Linked DNA regions of Salvelinus alpinus: region 2 is linked to region 1. Evidence: chromatin contacts called from public Hi-C data. All regions are on one chromosome and are shown on one strand. The core of a region is the stretch at or near the end of the contact, and the rest is flanking DNA. Distances in the headings are between cores, read along the strand shown. Region 1 holds the start of LOC139583820 (regulator of G-protein signaling 20-like). Region 2 holds the start of LOC139583826 (charged multivesicular body protein 5-like).

What was found. Hi-C and Micro-C count contacts between places; a contact is called where the count stands out from the background.
Region 2: a Hi-C map of muscle shows a contact between it and region 1, with 4 times the contacts expected there. The contact joins the promoter of LOC139583826 here to the promoter of LOC139583820 in region 1. A contact is called at or near these places in 2 of 3 Hi-C or Micro-C datasets (muscle and red muscle).

What each region holds. Positions count from the first base shown.
Region 1 is chr8:86,210,043-86,216,899 of SLU_Salpinus.1, forward strand. LOC139583820 (regulator of G-protein signaling 20-like) reads right to left here and starts at 3,461. Exons shown (of 6, transcript XM_071415347.1): 1 at 2,914-3,461; 2 at 1,168-1,260; 3 at 889-1,049. The coding sequence starts at 1,046.
Region 2 is chr8:86,360,344-86,367,200 of SLU_Salpinus.1, forward strand. It overlaps LOC139583826 (charged multivesicular body protein 5-like), which reads left to right and starts at 4,074. Exons shown (of 8, transcript XM_071415351.1): 1 at 4,074-4,329; 2 at 4,877-4,981; 3 at 5,185-5,231; 4 at 5,402-5,495; 5 at 5,603-5,674; 6 at 5,881-5,989; 7 at 6,357-6,472; 8 at 6,717-6,857. The coding sequence starts at 4,261. The coding sequence ends at 6,767. LOC139583828 (a long non-coding RNA gene) reads left to right here and starts at 2,455. Exons shown (of 2, transcript XR_011676623.1): 1 at 2,455-2,527; 2 at 2,716-2,841.

The DNA of each region.
Region 1 (6,857 bases), core at 2,211-4,710:
TGTGTAGATGGATGAAGGAAAAAAACTATGTAATCCATTTAGAATAAGACTGTAACATAACAAAATGTGGAAAAAGTCAAGGGTTCTGAAGACTTTCCGAATGCACTGTATGTAGGTTGCTCCAGATTAGAGGCGTCATGTCCATAGGGGGCACGTGCCCCCTCAGAGATGTCCTGTAAAATAGAAATAATAAAAATGCGTTTCATTCATAATACTACTATCCACCTAGCAATACTATGAAGTTGGCTTTAGCTAGCCCAGATAGGTTCCCAATCTCCCAACCTCATAACTAGATACCAAGAAGCCATTGCAGGCTATCAATCAAGTAGCTATCTTGTCTAACTATCTTAGCTGGCATGCCGGCTGTCGGTGGACTTTAGAAACACAAGAAATTACTAAATGCACTGAATATGACTCACATTCCTTTCAAACTTATACCCAGATTTGAGCATATTTAGTTTCTTTAACAAAATAACTACAGAGGATACAGACAGCTCAATAGGTATGCTTAGATATGCAGAAAAATAAACATATTTTTGACATAGAATTAAGTATAATGATTATGGCTCTTGATTGCAGGAAAGACCGTTTCAGTTGTTTGAAAAATGCAAAATTCTCCAACTTTCTGTCTGGGGGCTTAGTCCCATTCCAGACCACTCCCCAGCCATCTTCACATACTTGGTGCCCTCTCAGATTTTTGGGGTGCATGATACCCCTGCTCCGGAGTGCAGAGTTTTGGTATAAGCATGGTATATATAATGTAAGGTAGCTATGGGTTACGTCCCAAATGGCACCCTATGGGCCCTAGTCAAAAGTAGTGCGCCATATAAGGAATAGAGTGCCATTTGGGACACGAACCCCTACTATGGATAGTATAGTGGTACCTACCAGGAGCAGCTGCAGCAGCAACACCAGCAGAAACAACAGGCATTGGAGGTGTTGGTGGGCATGTTCCCCATCCTGTGCTGTGATTGGAGGACACTGGCCGCGGTTTCCTGGTGCATTTGCATCTGTCTCTTGCGCATCTCCAGCCGCTCTGACCCCATGGGCTGCAGACCAAGACACACAACACCACGCTAGGTTGTAGGTGAGACAGACTCACAATACTGCAGACCCCCCCCCCCCCCCCCCCCCCCCCCCAAATACAATACAGCACAATGCACTCACTTAGGCTATACAACCTGGACACTCAAGTTGGTTCAGATAATTCCCACATAGAAGGCAGGCATCAGTCATCCATCTGTATACTTGACTCCATATCTTCTTGTAGATGACATTGAGGGAGTGAAAAATATGCCATTTTAAAGACTTGCACACAGTGGCGGATTTAGGTATAGGCGACATGGGCAGCCGCCCTGGGCGGCATCTTGCCGGGGGCGGAACGGGGCTCCCACACACATTTTTTTGGAATGGTGACATTTGCACGATCGGTTTTCTAGCGCTCATTTGCATGCCACGTCAATGATATCATGTTACCGTGTGGGACTGTGGGTCATTTAACCTTGTCGGAGTGGGTGCCCTGATTCTAGTTTGTGAGCTAGGCAGGCTACTGCCTGGGAAGGTCTCCCACTCAGAAGCACGAGATGGGGAGGGGAGAAGGGGTAGGTTGACCTCAGATCTCCCAACTGGGAGCCGGAGATAGGAGGAACCGGGGAATCTATCAAATAGCGCACCTCTAAATTTGTACAGTACTAATGCAATTAGTAAAATCAGACACACTACAAAATGCTACCAAATAAACCACAATTCATTCATAATACTGTGAATATATAGTTTCACAGACATATTGTTGCATTTTTTTCTGGTTTGTGTGAAATTGTTAAGAATAATATTAAACCAGTCTGCACACCACCAAGGTGAATTGGTTTAGTCTTGACTCTTGGTTGACAGTGTTGGGGGATGGGTAATGTATTGATGCTCGAGTGCCAAATCAACACAAATTTGTTTCTATTTGTCTTTGATACTTCTTTTTGATATTTACGAGTCATATTTTTGTATATTTTTATATCGTTTTAAATGTAGTGATTATTTATTTGTGTTGTTCCAAATGTCTGAATAAAAATTGCAGTTAGTGCAGATTGGTGCTTTTTGGGGGTGGGGGGGTGGGGGGGGGGGGTCGCCCAGGGAGCCATACAAGCTAGAACCGCCACTGCTTGTACAACAGCTCGAAACCACGGAAAAATAGTAGCCTACTGAGGGAATCCCCACGGCATGTCGTCACATCAGCTCGAGCGCGCATGTCTTGCGGAATGCTCTGACCACTTCAGCAGAGCAAGAATGATCGCTGTGCGAACTTCTTTTCATTGTCAAAGCTATAACTTATTATAGCGAGAAATGTAGTACCAGTTGGCTATGCAAAATACCGTCATTGACATTAATACATAAACATATATAAGCTATATCTAAGCTATTAGACGCCTATTACCAAGCCTAACATTCGCAGGATCAAATCATTTTAACGCGCTCTGGGTTGAGGAATGCATGGGATGAGAAAGACGAGGCGTTGCTGCCTCCATCCAAGCATCCTCAGATACAACACATATGGAGACTTGGGGGTTAGAGCGCTTTTGTTTTTTACCATTTATATTTGTTTAATCAATATTGAGAACATTTTAAACGAAATACTGTTTGCTGACATACAGTATAATAACGCATAAGGTGTATTTTACTTTCAAGATGGAGAATATGGCATCTAATGATCTGATGCAAATTATGACTACAGCAGCAATAAATAAATGACCATTCAATTCGGTAGCTATTTCCAAAAGATAGAACGAGATTGTCAAGAAACCATGCTGGCAATAATTATCGAGTGTCCATCATTTTCCATTTAGATAGCTGATGTTGAATCTAATTCAAATTTTAGCATTCAATTATATTTCAAAGAGGAAATTCCAATGTAACTGTACTCACTGTGTCACCATGAATGCCAGAATACAGGTGATTCTTGCCTCAATCACAACCGTCTGCACTGTGTTGCAGTTCGTTTGCTCCATGCGCATGCGTTTTGTTTGAGTGCAAAAAAAATATGTTCTGCAGCTGAAGCGTTGAAGGGCAGACCAGCTTTTACTGGAGGCTTCAAGCAATGTTTGATGATGCTCTCATAAGCTCATCTGTAGCATAGCCTACTTCACAACCACTGAATGAAACCTATACATGATCCACCCACCATGAGTAGCTAGGTTTCCATCCAATTGGCGACAGATTTTCATGAAAATATTCTAAAATCCACATGTAGAAAATATGCGCAATTTAACCACCACTAGTGTTGTCACCAAACGGACTCGTTCCAGATACAAATCAGTGCGTGATGACATAGTGTACACAAAAATATTTGTTTCGCTTCATTTTTCATTGTACCAAATAAAATGTCCATCGCATTTTCCAAAACTGTTGCGTTAAATAGCAATAGCCTTCTCTGGTTTTGGCACGTGCGCTCTAGGCAACAACAGATACGGCGCGGGTAGGCTTAGTCTACACGATGAGTATTTGTCAAACAGCAGTCAAGCATCGATCTGATCATCATGTCTCCAGAACAAGACCCTCGATATTTATCAGAAAAGAGCATCAAGCTCATCACATTGCACTTTCACAACCCTGTGAAGTTCATCATCATTTATTTAATCTGTAGCCTGATAAACTGCATGGTTTCCTGACAGGTCGCAGTGGGAGGAACACACAACATGTATTTTATTTGTATTTATTTGTTTTACCACACAACATGTCATCATGTGACTACATGTGTACTTCGATATGATGGTTATTGTATCAATATTTGCGCATGAAAGCGTTCCCTCCTACATTTTTCGCATAATTAATTTTACCGACACAAATAGATCCCACCTTGTCTAGCATATTTTGTTTTGTAGACATTTGTAAAGTGTACCGGTACATTGTATGTTTCCATTATGCCTGTCATGACATGTTTTATCCAACATATGCGCATAAAAATGTTGGATGGAAACCTGGTTAGTGATAGAGATTTTATTCTATAAATTCATCATCAGGATACAGTATAACCCCTCTGTAATTCACATAAAGACCACAAGATGTCACCAAACTATTTTCCCAAAACGTACCCTGGCTGTCACTGCTCATGCTCAACAAAACATTTTCTCCGTGTTGTCACAACTTTTGGAGATACTTCAAGAAAACGATTTTGTGAGAAGTTGATCACAGTTTTTGAAAATGTGAAAAACTTTTAGATATTTTCCAATGAAGTTAGATCTATATTTGTTTTTTAAATATGCAAGTAGGAAAGGCTTAAAATAAATAACCCACTTGTTTAGAGAGAAAATCTAGATACTTTTTGAGTAAAGTAGTAATATGTTGGATGAGTGTGTTGAGGGCAACTAGCCTTTTAGCAATTTTACACAGCATTTTATGTCATTTTGATGGATAGCAAGCTACGTTTTTAAGAGAGAGCTTTTCAATTGGCGTCTCTTCCCCTGTTTTCAGTCACAGGTGGGGACTGGATTAGGTGTGAGCAGTGTAGGAGGTGGGCTCATGAGTTGTGCTCCAATTTGACTGGGGATAGCTTTATTCGTGACCTATGTACAACTTAGAATTGTGCAATAGCAGAGCATAAGAGAGCTGCCACATCAATGTTACACTGAGTTAATTAGTTAAGTTATTGTTATTAAATGTTATATTTAATTTTAGAAGTTATATTATATTCCAATAAATACATTTCTTTATGAATTAAAAACAACTTTTGAAAACCTTTTGCTCATGAATGTCATTTTAAAGACTGCTGGGATTTAAAATCTTGCATTATTTAAATATGATTTAGTGCAATTGTACATAATGGAATGTACGGGAAACGAACAACAAAGAACAAAGAAAATTAAAAAAGAGGGACTTTACATCAAATCTCCTCATAGTGAGGTTAGTAATGGTGACATGTGCAACACCATTCCCCCCCATATTTTATTTAAATAATTAAAATAAGACAACTAGACTTAGCTTTTAAGTATTACTTACTAAATAATTTCTAAATAAAACATGAAATGGATTTTAACACACTTGGGTGAAACCCTTTGCCATAATCTTCTACCGGTGTCAGGTTTTGAAGGTAAGACCCAGATGCAGACTGTGTCAAAGTAACAATGTTTATTACAGCAACATGGGCAGGCAAACAAAAGGTCAAGTCAGGCATGGGTCGGTAATCCAGAGGTGGGGCAAAGGTACAGGACGGTAGGCAGGCTCAGGCAGGGTGGTCAGGCAGGAAGGCTCAGGCAGGGTGGTCAGGCAGGCGGGCTCAGAGACAGGACAGGCAAGGGTCTAAACCAGGAGGGTGAGAAAAAGAGAGACTGGGGGGGAAATTAGGCACTGAGATAAACCGCTGGTTTATCAAGACGAACTGGCACAGACAGATAGAAAACACAGGTATAAGTACCCAGGGGATAATGGAGAAGGTGGGCGACACCTGGAGGGGGGTGGAGACAAGCACAAGGACAGGTGAAACAGATCAGGGCGTGACAACCGGGGTAACTGGCACACCCGTGGTTACGGCCTTTTTCTAAAAATGTATTTCATGAAAAAAAAACAAGTCTGAACTGTAGCCATTTACTTCCCTTTATGGTTGAATTGCCTAAGCATAACCTTCATCCATATACCTTTTTTTTCTCCAAACATTTCTTTTTTTGTGTCAGCAATTAGACATTGTTCTCGGGGGGTAGTTACCACCTAGTACCCTAATATGACTATGCAATGGTGTGGGTCATTGAGATGTGAGGTGTTAGAATTTGTGACCCATGTCTTCCATGATACAAGGCCAACTATGTCAGCCAACTCACAGCTGGAAAACAATCGCACCTCCTTGGAGCGCCTGGATTTGGTCTCTCTTTGCGTAACGGCAGTAGGAGCCTACAGCCACAAGAGAGCAGTAGCGATCTTTGTTAAAATGCACGATGCAGTTTTCATAGGACTTGATGGATGCTGTGTAGAATTAGTTTCCGATGGAGCGCGAAGTTAACAGATCTCTTTGCTGCTAATACTAATGCTAAAACACATCTATCAACACGTGTTTCGTTTCCAAGTAGAGAATGGTCTTATCGAAGACTAAGGTAGGCTTAACTCCAAGACAATGTCCATTAGGCCTCTGCCTACGTTATAGCCTGCTTAGGCCTACATAGGTGTATAGTGGTGGCACCCATGCAGCACCAAATGCCAACTAAACTGTGTGGGTTCCTTTGAATTCAGCCGTAATGGACTTTGTCAGAGAGGTGAAAACAGTACAAGCCATCAGTGACTCTCAGCAAGAATAGATTCCTCCATCTGTTACATATCTCTATCCAATAGACCTGGTTTAATGTGATTTGAAAATTGTTTTCTCTGTTTATTGAGCTTGAAATTCAGCAGAAAAAAAGGACTTGTGCTTTTATCCATACATAAGGCGAATAGACGAAGGCTACTCTGTAGTGAAACAATCAATCAACTGTACTTGTTAATCATCTCTGCCGGTTCACTGAACTGTAACAATCCCTATCTTGCCAGTAGCCTATTGCAAGTTTGAGTGTTTATGCTAATGTGTGTGTGCATGTGGGTGTAACTGAATTTGTGTGTTTGTGGGTGTGTGTGCGCACGTGCATGCTTAGGTGCATGCATTAATGCGTGCACACATGTCTCTGTCCAACTTCTTGACAATTGTAAAGTTGGTGTTGCAATATGCAGACATCTAGTGTCTAGGTTTGATGGGGAAAATAATTGGGTAATAGGGTAATAGGGTAACAAGGTTCTTCTAAGACAGATACTGTTGAGCAGATGTTCTGACGCACAAGCACCTGTCCTGAAGGACATCCCCACTGTGTTACACTACACAGCACTTGGAACTGGTGAGGACCGAGCTGGGAGGG
Region 2 (6,857 bases), core at 2,824-5,323, 150 kb after region 1:
TTCAACACTTTGTAACTTCACTTTTCATTATTCACATGTCTAATTATCTGATATCATGGCAGGCAGGCAGGAAAGCAAAGGGTCTTAAGATCTACCAGATTTATATTTATCAATTTAATTTCTGGTGTCTGTGTCTAGTGTTTATGTCAGAGGTGAATCAAAAAGTTACTACATACATTTTTAGATCCACATCCATTTTTGTACCTATTAATTAATGATATCTACCCATTGAATCAGAAAATATAACTTATAAATGCTAACTGTAAAGCCTCTAAACATGGTTAAAACTGTCATTTTTGTACCATGGATGGTAAGTCCTTGCATCCATCCTCTGTCTATACATTTTAGTGGTTACATTTCTCCAGCCCCATCCCATCTTTTGTTTTACCAAAACAGTGTTGCGAGTCCACTTTGTTTGGTTTCAACTGCTGATTGGCGCTTTAAGGGGGGTGTTACTTTGGCAGATAATGCTACCCATCTTAAAAAAGTGTTTTTTAATAATTAACTAAATGTATGGTGTATTTGGTTTAAGGGTATATGGACCATTGTTCATTGTCATGCTGTAAATTGCTATTTTATGGTTGTAAGTGATAAAATGAAGTAACAAATATTTTATATTTAGCAATTCTGAGTAATTACTACTTCAGTAAGGATTACTTTACACTTATTCGGTGACATTGTTTATGGTACTGCTAAATATTTCCAGCATAAGACCACGAATGACATTTTCTGAAGATTAGTTCTCCCTGGATACACCAATCCCAGGAAAACTCCTTCGGCGCTTTTTGTCTGTCCCTTTCCACCCCGCAAGAGGAAGAACTGACTAAGAGGACTGCAAACATGACTGCAAATAAATCCTGAACATTAATTCAGTCACCTCATATTGACACTTACGTGGGACGCCCCTATCTAAACCTACTGTCTTTACTAACATTAACCCTCAAATTCAACGGATAGGGACGTCCCAAGGATTCCGGGTAGCAAGGACCAAAGTGCACTTCAACGGGAAATTTCCCGCCCGGGAACGGTAGCCAATCAGATACATGCATTTGATTTGCTCGAGTCGAAAATGATGATGCATTTCCTTAGCCATGCCATTAGCATGCAATATAACCGACTTATATAGCAATATAACAAAACTTTCCCATGGTGTAAAATTCACGGTCGACCATATCCCGAGTAGCATAGGTATAGGGCTTTACAACCATCCAAAGATATCGGCAATATATCATATAGTCAGGGCGCCTCGTTCATTCTTAGCAAGACATATACAGGCATATTTATTAATGTTCGTGGTTGAGAGGCTTTGGTGCTTTTCAATGTTCCGAAAATACACAGCAGAAGCCAATACAGTGTTTGTGAACATTTCATAAATTGACAAAGTGTTGCATCAGTTGTCATATTCAAGTGAATGGCATCACATGAACGAAGAGATTTGGTGCATTTTAATGTTTGGAAAACAACAAGGAACATGAACAGCGGGTGGCGCAATAAAACCTAAAAATCAATATAAGGTAAAATAAAAAAATCTGAGGCAACTCAGAAAATAAAAGCAAAGAAAATAACATAAATAAAATATCTAAACCTGCCCTGTCTACCCTACCCCGTGTAATGAAACAAAAAACGCTGCAAATAATCAAAAAGCCTACCCTTGGCCGTGAAAATTAAGATGAAGCCGGTCACTGCTATAAAGTGTGTGATTGGGTTCTGAGTGCCTCAGAAATAATATATTAGTCCTAAAATAAATAACACCATAATTTTCATGTGACAGATGCTCCAAAAGTCGAGTTGTTTCCTTAACTACATGTTTAGTGGTAGCATCGTCCTTCGGCCGGGGTAGAATGGAGCAAACGGCAAACCTTACTTCATACCGATACTCCCTAACTCTGATGATCAGTTCCCGCATCCACCTGATAAAGTCGTGAGGAGAATCCCCTTGAGCTACGTTGTTTGTTCCAATGTGTACAATCAATAGCAGTGGACCACTGACCGTACGCAAATGGTACAACTGTTGACGTGTGCTCGCTCCAGAGTTGTGCCAGGGTGCACCCAGCAGTGTGCATCAGGCAATGCATGTTTCGAAGCATAGAATCTGCAAGGACACAAACACTGAGTCCTGTTGGGGAAAACATCAAGGTCATTCAAATGGAACAGATTTCGGCTAGGTTGAGATGACATAAAACAAATACTAGGCTACATACCTGCACCTGCACCGGCTCCTCTGGAGACAACACGCCAGCGCCAGGCCTCTCTAAAGCCCATAGGGACGTGCGGGGCCGTATCTCTGGTTTTGCGTTCTATAAATTGTCGGTTTGAATAGTAATATTGCGACTTGTACGGCTACCCTATATACCCTACATTATGCAAAACGAATGCCCCGGGCCAATCGGCTATTGACTACACACTATAGCTAACAGCCCCCCAGCTTCCCCACCCCTTCGTTCTCACGGGAAAAACGCTTTTTTCTGTCCCTTTCCACTCTCCTGATGCAAGAGGAAGGACTGAAACAGCATTTTAACAGATCACTGTGAATTACTATGATGATTCATGTTCATTATCTATTTTCATGCTCATGTTTTGAAATTATACTTGATTAATATTTCAATAACTATTATCAATTATCCTGAACATTAATTCAGTCAACTCTGGTCGAGAAACGTATTTTCCCGTTATATTCATTGTCAAATTCTCATTGTCAAATTCATCAACCAACAGGATCTAGCCGCTCTGCCTTCTCGCACAAGAAGCCAGCTCAACAAACCCTGCCAAAAGCTCGTACTGTCAACGGCAGCAATCACCTCTGCCTTCTCCCGCAAGCGAAGGGCATGTTGAGGTAAATTTGTTATCTGCGAGGGTTGCATGATGTAATTTTTTCGAGGGCTGTCTTTTGTGTTTTCTATTACGTTTACATGAGATATTAAGATGCTTACATAATGCATGCATACTAGATTGAGGTTTGCGCATCTGACTAGTGATTATTTGGCCGGGGTTCAATACCTGCAAAGTTTTTTTTCTCTAAATTCAAAAGACCTCCAACCCCTTTCGATGCGTGGAACGGATGTGGGTGGGGCTAGGTTTACATAAGGGTGATCATTTTAAGAAATTCACAAAAGCTCTGACAAAGGCGGTGAGGCCGATACGTAAGCTTAAAGACCAGTGATACTATAAAGAGCAGTGTGCGGTTTCCATTTCCTTAATTTTTTCTATCTCCCAAAATCAATACGATATATATATATAACTGTAAAGTAATGAGTGACCATTTTAGAAAATAATTAGACATATAGTCTTTTGTTGCATGCTATTTTATGTCAATCAGGGTTAGGGTTAGGGTTAGAAAAATGGTGACCATTACAGCTATAGGTGCATTGTGTTACAAGTCAGGGTTGGGATTTAGGGTTAGGGCTAAAATAGGTTATACCTAGGGTTAGGACTGAAATAGGTTATACCTAGGGTTAGGGTTAAGGTAAAAAACAGTATGGCTTTATAGCTCTCTTGCTCCGCCCTGTGGCCTTCTGTGGGTACTACATTACTCATTCGTGACACTTGTTAGGTTCATAATCTGAGGTAGCAACTGCGTCAGATCTACAGATCAAGGAACTAGACCTATCCATTTTGTTTGCAACTCAGTGAACCTGCGCAGCATTCGCTCAATTTGATACCTACGAACAAACAGATTTCGGTGTACTGTATATCAAATTATCCAGCAGCCATTTAGAAACAACAAATCGTAAAAAAATGTTTAAAAAATGTTATTAATTAAAAAATGTGTTCTGGCTGTTTAAATTGGCCACGTCTTGAAAAAGTGGACAGGTTTACACCTTTTTCTGAAAGAAATATATTTAACCATGACCATAAAATGTTTGATGGCTATGCGCCAGCCATCGATAAAGCTTTGGGTCACAATAATGTGTACCCAGGCGAAAAGTGAGCGTGCAATGAACTTGTCTTTAACAGAAAAAAAGCGTTGTTAAAAATCTCATGTGTCCAGCCGATTGTAGGTGTGCCCATGGGGCTGGAAATCAGACATTTCCGTTTCGAGAGAGGCAGGTTTAGGTTTCCAGGGTTAGATTAGTGAATAAATTGTCGTATAGTTTAGTAGATGGCGGTAATGCAACATTTATTGGATGCCAACTGCCGTTAAACCTAATCGAAGAAGAAGAAGTATGTGACGTCAGCTCTATGTTGCTTCCGGGTTTGCTTTATTTTCCCTGACGTTCAGGTAGATTTTTTTGTTTTGAGTTATTGGATATTTATTTCAAAATGAACCGTATTTTCGGTCGAGGAAAACCGAAGGGACCACCACCAAATCTCACAGACTGCATAGGGAATGTAAGTATCTATGAAAATAACTTACAGAACAGTGTCTATGACAAACAAAATAACTTGGCTTGCTGGCTAGCTAGCTAACTAACTGAATGACAGCTGATTGTTCTAGCAACAATGGGAGAAAGTTGTGACAGCCCATTGAAGACCTATAGCTCATAAAATATTCTTTAGCTACTTAATGTTATCTTGAAAGTTAGTTTGATTAGCGTTATAATAGTGTCCAAGTGACTTAGCTAGCTAATTGGCTAGATGACCAATCGTCAATAGGGAGTTCAGTAGGGTGATGCTGGTTTCCAATGTAGGCTAAAAAGTGTTGTTCCAACCAGTTTTATGTTTGACCAAATCAGGTGTTAAGCTAGTGCTATTGGCTGTAAAAATTGATTGAAGAAAATGTAACAGATTATTTGATCATTATAATAACTAATACATGTATTCAAATAACTTTTTCTGATACCACAAGTTCATTACAAAGATTTCCGACTCTTACAAGATCATTGACATATGAAAACAGTCTGCATGGTTAACTTGTGCCCGTTCTTTCTCTCTTAAGGTTGACTCGCGAGCGGAATCTGTTGACAAGAAGATTGCCAGACTAGATGTTGAACTAGTCAAGTACAAGGATCAGATGAAGAAGATGAGAGATGGCCCTTCAAAAGTAAGATTTAACCCTACCCTGAGTGAAGCAGATGAGTAGCTGTGGTATTAGACAGATATGTTTACCTACGTCATTCTATTACACATGTAGGCTAATGCTGTTCGTGAACAAAACAATACACAAGTATGGTCCCCACTTGTTCTCAGCAGTATCTAGCTAGGTCTGATGTCACGTGAATTGTTTCCTGTTAATGTTTTCATCAGAACATGGTCAAGCAGAAGGCGATGAGGGTACTGAAGCAGAAAAGAATGTGAGTAACTTATGAAGGGAGTCTGTCAACGCATCGATAACCACAAATCAATCAAGACACATATCACAGTAACCTAATGAACCACATCAAGTAGCAGTAAACCGTCACCATAGTCAGGATATGAGCGCATAAAAACATCTGTATTGATGCTTTTCAATCTTGTTTTTCAGGTACGAGAGCCAGAGAGACAACCTCACACAGCAGTCCTTCAACATGGAACAGGCCAACTACACAATCCAAACTCTCAAAGACACAAAAACAACAGTAAGGGGCCACAGTAATGTACTGACTGTAGCGCTCAGTCACAATTTACTGTAGTTGTCATGCCAGGCTGTTCTCTGGGGTTAAAAATGTCAGATTTTGCATTATAGGTTGATGCCATGAAAATTGGAGCCAAAGAGATGAAGGCGGCATACAAGAACGTGAAGATCGATCAGATTGAGGTATTTGTCTTCTTCGAGTCCTGATGCACTACAACACCATTTGGTGGTCTGACGTAGAAGTGCAGTAGTTTTACTACAGACCCTTGTCTTGAAAGACTCAACATATTTCAGCCATCTGATCTGGGTCATATTCATCCGGGTAACGTGAATGGCCTATTGTGATTGAGAGACGTTTGGGTTAAGAGTTCCATGTTTTCCTGATGCAGGATCTCCAAGACCAGCTGGAGGACATGATGGAGGACGCCAACGAGGTGCAGGAGGCGATGAGCAGAAGCTACGGGACGCCAGAGATCGATGATGATGACCTGGAAGCAGGTCAGTGCTGTAAGAGTATGACACAGCCACAAGGGAGACAGTACACCGAAATGCAGTACATAACTGTATTGTGTTCCAACACGGTTGGTGTTGCTCCAGTACAGGATGGGTCTATATTAGAACATTGCTGTAGGTCAATAGATGGCATCATTTCCCACTGCACTACAGAGTTTTGTTTTTATTGTACTTCACCTTTATTTAACCAGGTAGGCTAGTTGAGAACAAGTTCTCGTTTACAACTGCGACCTGGCCAAGATAAAGTGCTGTTTACTTCAGCACAGTGATACAACAGCGGTCAATGCAGTCCTTATGTCAATAGACTGCATGTAATAACTGCGCATCAATGGCTGTGTGCGTGTGATCCCAGAGCTGGATGCCCTGGGAGATGAGCTCCTGCTTGATGATGACAGCTCCTACCTGGATGAGGCCAGCACTGCCCCCTCCATCCCAGAGGGAATACCCAGTGACAGGGCACCAAACCGGGTACATATCTCTCTCTAACCACTGTATTCATGTTTACCCAGTTTAGTCTTGAATAATTCACTGGGGCATTATGTTAAAATGCACTCACAACTGACACTGTTTCGATCAATACAGAAGACGGATGCATTGTTCGAAGGGTTCAGTTTTGTTTTTAGGACATTACATTGGATGAAGACACATTCTGCACCCATTTAGACATAACTGGAGTTTCCTACAAATGTGTAATGTATTGTCTGTTTTACAGGATGGAGTTCTGGTGGATGAATTTGGCCTGCCACAGATCCCTGCTACATAATGGATGGACAGCAGGCAGAAACCAATGGCAACACTCCCAACTCTTTTTTAAATGTATCATAGCCTTTTTACAACATATACACTGAGTATA